Regions from separate parts of the Mus musculus genome. Here region 2 is linked to region 1. Evidence: chromatin contacts called from public promoter capture Hi-C data. All regions are on one chromosome and are shown on one strand. The core of a region is the stretch at or near the end of the contact, and the rest is flanking DNA. Distances in the headings are between cores, read along the strand shown.

Region 1 (3,161 bases), core at 242-2,741:
AGAGATGAGTAAAAAAGCCCTGTATCCCATCAGTTTAATGTAGATTTTTCTATTTACATTTTCCTTTTCTTTATTTTCCTTAGGCACAGAGCACTTGATTGCCATCCCCACCTCCCCCACACCCCCAGTTGCTTTCCATTTCAAGACTGTTTTCAGAGTCTACTGAAGGGCGATGTCTCTCTTTCTTCCTTGTAGATGCAGAGCTGCTTGGCATGACTTTCCTTTTCCCTATTTGTGATCGACATTAGACCATTAGCCAGGCATGATCCCAGTACTCAGGAAGCTGAGGTGGGAAGGAAGGGCTAGACATTGATGCTAGTCTCAGCTACATAGTGAGAGCCCACCTCAGAAAAGAATAAAGGTAAGGAGATGTAGCCATCCTTTCGATCTCTCTCACAGCAATGTTTACCTTATAGAAATGGAGACGAAAGTGTGGAGTAGTCCAGAGGTAGCCCTGAGGCCACATGTTTCAGAGAGTGGACACGAACCCAAATTCACCCTGATCCTTAGCACAGCATAAAGAAGATGACAGCAGCAACATCTCATTTGCCACTTTCCTGCAGTTTTGTTCTCCCAGATTCATTTGTTTTGAAAATAAGATTTAATTCTTAACTAGTTTTTAGGACTACAGCCATCATAAAAGATGGAGACAGTCTCTTTTCTTTTTTAATGAGGTCAGTTGCATCACAGTCATTAAAGAAGAGCTGGTAATAGATGGCACTAATGAGACAGCTTCTGAATATGCATTGGGAGATTACAAAGACTAACGCTTTCTGCAGGAGAATATTCATTGCTTATTAAAGTAATGCTAATTTTTAGCAGTTGGTTTAGAATATTGTTATCTTATGCCTTGAAATAAGTATACAAAAATAGGGGTTAAAAGTTCACTTAAAACTTAGTTTAATATCTGAGGACAGGTCATTCTGTGCCATTCATTAGGCTGAATTTCTTAGAATCAGTGACGTAGTAGAATCTTTCAGACACACCTAAGGGTCATGTAGCTTAGTTTTCTGGAAACTGTCCTCTCTTTTCTCTGCCTGTCCCGGGCCAGGACCTTGGGCCTGATAGACATTAGACATGTGCTTTGTCACTGAGATATTTAGTCCTCATTTTACTTTGAGATCGTATATTGCTAAACTGTCCACGCTAGCCTTGGACTCGTGATCCTCTTGCCTCACCTCTTAACTGTTTGCATTGCAAGCATGCATCTGAAACCCTGACTCTGTAAACTGCTAAAAGATCTGTTTTTTTAAAAAAATTTTTTATTGTTATAATTAATTATTATTTACCAAATGGAGATAGGATAGGTATTGTTAAATTAGTTAGGGACTACTGTGTAGAATGTTGCTAACAGGGTATTTAGCATCCGTGTAGAAAGTTAAGGAAGAAAGTGATTTATAGGTATGTTTCTATCTCTCCTCATCTCTCCAAGGTCTTACTCTGGTCCAGACTGGCCTAAGACAACAGTTCTCCTGCCTTGGCCTCCCAAGGGCTAACTGCAGAGAACAGAATGTACTGGCCGATGGACTGAGCACATTTCGCTGGAACTGATCATGGAAAGCTGGGTGGCTTTTCTCTCATACCTTCTTTCATCCCTTTATGTTCTTCCTCCTGCCTCAGGGTTTGCTCCTGTACTGTCCAGGTCTTACTACTTGCCATGTGTAGCAATAGACGCTGACATGTGACCAGTCTGAATTGAAATGTAATGTGTGAAATACATGGCAGATTCTGAAGTGTTATTATTTAAAAAAAAAAGTCATATATCTCATAACTCTTATATTGATTATCTTTTTATATTGATTATCTACTTTTATATTGTTTATATTGTTTCATTTCATGTATGTATATATATATGTGTGTGTGTATATATATATATATATATATATATATATATATATATTAATTTAACCATTGGGATTAATTATCTGTTCAAGATAGGGAAGAGTAAACACCCTCTACCTCATCTTTCTCACCATTTGTAAGTAAATCCCCCAGAATACAGGACATGACTGAGGACTCTGAAGAAGAAATAATTATTGACATATGCAAGAGTTTGGCTCGATCTTGCACGTCTTAAAGCTAACTGAGAGAAGCGCAGATGAAAGCTTCCATGTAACTCTATTTGTTTGATGTTCTGGAAAAGTAACTTTAAAGGGACAAGGGGGAGAGCAGAGGCTGTTGTCAAAGAGGAAGAGGAAGTGTCAAAGTCTAGTCATAAAGGGTTGGAGGAAGGCTGTTCTGGAGAAAGAATTAGTCTGTGCCCTCATGTTGGTGATATTGTACACAGGTATATCTGTGATAATGCAACTTTTGTAACATCTAAAAAGCAAATTTACACATAAAAAAGTTAAAATTAAATTTCATTTGTTTCCATTTTACTCTTTGGTGTTATTGCCAGTGAGTCCAAACGGGTGACTCACACTATTATTTGTACCTTGTGGTGCTCCCATAGTGGAAATGCCAAGTCTGGAGAGAGGGATGCGCTGAGAGGAGGTCTTGTAAGAAGAACAAAGACATGGAGATGGCCCACGTTTAGTTGTCCCTATTTTCATTTTTTTTTCTACAAATGTATTTTCAGTGCCTAGTACATGAAAACTATACTCCTCAGATGTAATTCCTTATAGTCCGTTTTCTTTCATAGCAGAAAAGACACAGTCCTTCAGGACAAAACACGCCTTGTACAATAAAATCATTGCCATATTAATTATTGCTCATCAGTGATGTCTTCCAATTTGTAGGCAAAATGTTATTTGACAAAGCTTTTCAACATATTAATGAGGATATCTTTGGGGTCCATATTCAGGTTGAAAATTACTGAGTTGATATTATTGTTTAAATGTTTTTTTTTTTTCCTCCAAGAGGCACTGATATATTGATCTATGGATATTGTAAAGGTGATGTCCTGGTGGGTGGCCTTTCTTTTTCTCAGCTTGATACAAGCTAGAGTTATCTGGGGAGAGGAACCACAATTGAGAAATTGGTAATTGATAGCAGAGTGTTGTTGAACCCAGATAACTGTATTCAAATTGTCCCAGTGGTGTCAGCAGTGTTCCTTGATACCTGCCCCAATGTTTTGGGTTCTCAAATGAAAGACACACACACACACACACACACACACACACACAGCCTTATATTTTAAAATGGCTTAAACAGCTCAATGG
Region 2 (3,161 bases), core at 178-2,677, 270 kb after region 1:
CCAAGGAAAAGTATCATTGTGGTAATGGTTGTAGGGGCTTATGGGTAGGGTAAGAACCACGAATACATTCAGATAGACAGAAGTCACGCATGAGCAGGTTCTCAAATTTGTTGCCAGTCCTCTTTTGGGAGTTTAGAGAAGGAAGGAAGGAAGAGGGAATAGGTGGTAGCTGGTAGAGCTGATGCCAGGAGGGCAGCTTGGAGAACGGGATGGTCTCCAAACAAGCATTGTTCAGCATAGAGTGTAGCCCCTCCTAAGAAGACCATGGAGGAGTGACATGTGGCTAGTGCCACCTCCAGCCCTGCCTCTGAAACCACTAAGGAGAGTATGCTTTTCCTTCTCTGCTACAGTCCATGGAGAGGGCCACTTGAGAGGCATAGAATAGAGTTGCCCCTTGGACCTGAGATTTTGTCAGACCAGCTAGGACAGGTCACAAGCCCCACCATCTACATCTTATCTTCTAAGTAAAAGAGACACATTAGAAGTCACAGGAACTCTAGCTAGTCCCAGGGGCAGCAGCCTGTGTTAGCAGTCCTCTGGCTGTTGTGATTGATTGCCTCTGACTCCTCAATGGCCAGCCCAGGCAACTTACTTTTTAACTTTCCCTTGAGTTCTCCTGCCCTTAGTCTGGAGTTTGACAGCCATGCACACTGGACTTTTCAAATAAACCACAAACTCACCTTTTCATTTCTAAACATGCTTTTAATAATGTTCTCAAATGAACCTATTCTCACATGAACCACAATTGTGTGTGGCTTTTATTTTGTTTTGTATTCATGTTTTTTGGTTGGTTGGTTGGTTGCTTTTTTTTGAGACAGTTTCATGAGGCATAGGCTGGCCTAGAACTGTCTGAGTAACCCAGGCTAGCCTTAAACTTCCAGTCCTTCAGCCTACACCTCCCAAGTGCTGGAATGATAGGCCCACACCAACACCACCACACTTGGCTAAAAGTTTGTTTTAAATAGTTGAAGTCCCAAGGGTCATTTTGTGCTAGTTTAAAAGCCCACAGTCAAGAATGTTCTTGGTCACATTCATAGAGTTTCATGCCAACAGCTCTCTCATTTTGTACAAGTCTTAAACTATCCTTTCACCAAATTCACACAGACATTTAGATGCTGGGGGTGGGAAGTGCACTTACTGAAAGCATCCTGCAGACCAGTGCTTCTCAACCTGTAGGCTGTGACCCCTTTGGGGATCAAATAACCCTTTCACAAGGGTCTCCTAAGACTGTCAGAAAATACAGATATTTACATTACCATTCATAGCAGTAGCAAAATTAGTTATGAAGTAGCAACAAAAATCATTTTATGGTCAGGGTCACCGTGCCTGGACTGTATTAAAGGGTCGCAGTAGTAGGCCAAGGGTTCAGACACCTCCTAACCATGCCAGTGCCTGCTCCTGTACTGCTTTGCAGATTTCTGTTTGATTTTTCTGTGAACTGAGCTTGCGGAATGACTTAGCAAACCAAACAAAGAACCAAGCCTGTTTCAGCATGAGCCAATTAATAATAAATCTAAAATGAAACATTTGGCCTCTGGCAGCAGAGATCTTCCTCACAGTGTGTGTTGGTGAGGGGTCAGAGGCAAAGCAGGCAAGGGTGCCACATTGCTGTATAAGCATTAGCAGGCACACTGAGAAGGCCTTAGCTGTTAAGTCTATCACAGAGTCTGTTTGAGATGTGACCAGGTTTATTTCAAGGTCCTTTAAAACTTGAGTTTCTTCTTTATTTCTAATCTAACTCTCTTCATTAATCCTTAAAGACTCATAGGCTTCGGTTTCTGAATTCAGAACTCTTTAGTGTTCCAAGCAGAAGTTTAGCCCAAAGCTAGATTATAGAATAGGTTATATGATAGCAGGAGACACATCAGGCCTCTCATAGCTGCCCTTAGCAGCATACAGGAATATCACAGAGACTGTAGCTAGGACCATGAGCTAGAACAAGGAGTAGAGTAGTCATTAAGCTGACATCTGTATATAGGTCAGATAGAAAACCATCTCCTAGGACCTGAGGAAGCTTATTTATTGATCTATTCCATATGAACATTGATTAGTATGTTGTTTGGAACTGCCTTAATTGGTAGATGTGTGGGCAGCCTTGCCAATTGCTCTGGCAAAAACCTGTAAGTATGTCCAAAAGTATGTCCAGCTGTCTTATGTAGGCCAATACTGGTTTTTGAATGAATGTATATTCATATTTCTCTTGATCCAAGGTAGAAGTCAGTATGACGAAAGTGTCTTTGAAGGCAATCCTCACCACGATGGAAATAGAAGAATGAAGGGAGTCGAAAATGACCAAGTTTATGCTTGGCAGAGTTGTAAACTGAGTCTGATGTTTAGTGAACTTAGAGCAGGTAGGAAGAGCTCTTTTCCCCATAAATGCCAGAACACTCTCATGGTGTTAGAACTATTAGATTTCAAATCTGAAGGCTTGAGTTCAATGCTAGTTCTTCCTGATTGAAATAAGGTACTATCTGTTCCTGAGTTAGTATTCTCTGAGTAGGATTGTGTACCAGGCCAGAAAGCTATCTTTAAGCATAGTGCTTGTATCCAGGCCTCTGGAAATTAGCAGGCTGGAGTATAAGTGTGAAGTCAGAGAAGATGTAAACTTTTTGAAGTTATCAGATGGTCTTCATCGATGGATGGACTTCCTGGAGGAAGAACTACTGGGCCTCACAGGGCTAGCAAGTCCCTCAACTAAGCTTTGAGATTGAGACTGGTGAGAAGATGGAGGGGTGAGGGCAGTTAAAATGTGGCAAAGAAGTAGAAGGTCAGCTGTGCTGTGGAGACCCTGGAGAACAGAATGAGCAACAGTGTTGAGTGCATTAACACTCTATAGATAGGGCAATAAAGTATTTTTCCTATCAAAAGAAGAAAACAAGGGCATTGAAACATCAAAAACAAAAATTCAAGTCTAAGATCATTGTACACTTGAGGTTAACTCGTCTGAAAGACAAACACATACCCCTCCCTCTTCTCTGTCCATTCAGACAAAATGTCAGTCTCAGACTCTTCCACATTCCCCATTCAGGGCCAGCAAACACTTGTCTGATGCTTGCAATGGTAACCCATTAAAAATGTCAGAAGCAAGCAGTAAGTCAGATTTATAGACCTGGTGGAAGAAAGCATGTGGACCCAGGCCCATTAGGCTAATGTCTACTGCC

Evidence for each region. Capture Hi-C pulls out chosen DNA fragments and counts their contacts.
Region 2: a promoter capture Hi-C map of adipose tissue shows a contact between it and region 1, with 2.1 times the contacts expected there. The contact joins two enhancer-like sites. A contact is called at or near these places in 1 of 15 datasets of contacts at CTCF or cohesin (the NIH/3T3 cell line), 1 of 115 datasets of contacts at active chromatin or transcription factors (CD8 T cells) and 2 of 9 other capture datasets (adipose tissue and liver).

Annotation. Positions count from the first base shown.
Region 1 is chr5:31,770,575-31,773,735 of GRCm38.p6, forward strand. All of the region lies in intron 3 of Babam2 (BRISC and BRCA1 A complex member 2), which reads left to right. Among named protein-coding and RNA genes, the nearest start is that of Babam2, 74 kb to the left of the region's middle. Within about 2 kb of position 1,492, at least 4 of the 459 cell types and tissues checked have an H3K27ac peak or open chromatin away from gene starts, as enhancers often do. A contact at or near this core is called in adipose tissue, where this site is marked.
Region 2 is chr5:32,038,209-32,041,369 of GRCm38.p6, forward strand. The region is part of intron 10 of Babam2 (BRISC and BRCA1 A complex member 2); the gene reads left to right. Among named protein-coding and RNA genes, the nearest start is that of Gm52770, 41 kb to the left of the region's middle. Within about 2 kb of position 1,428, at least 14 of the 459 cell types and tissues checked have an H3K27ac peak or open chromatin away from gene starts, as enhancers often do. A contact at or near this core is called in adipose tissue, where this site is marked.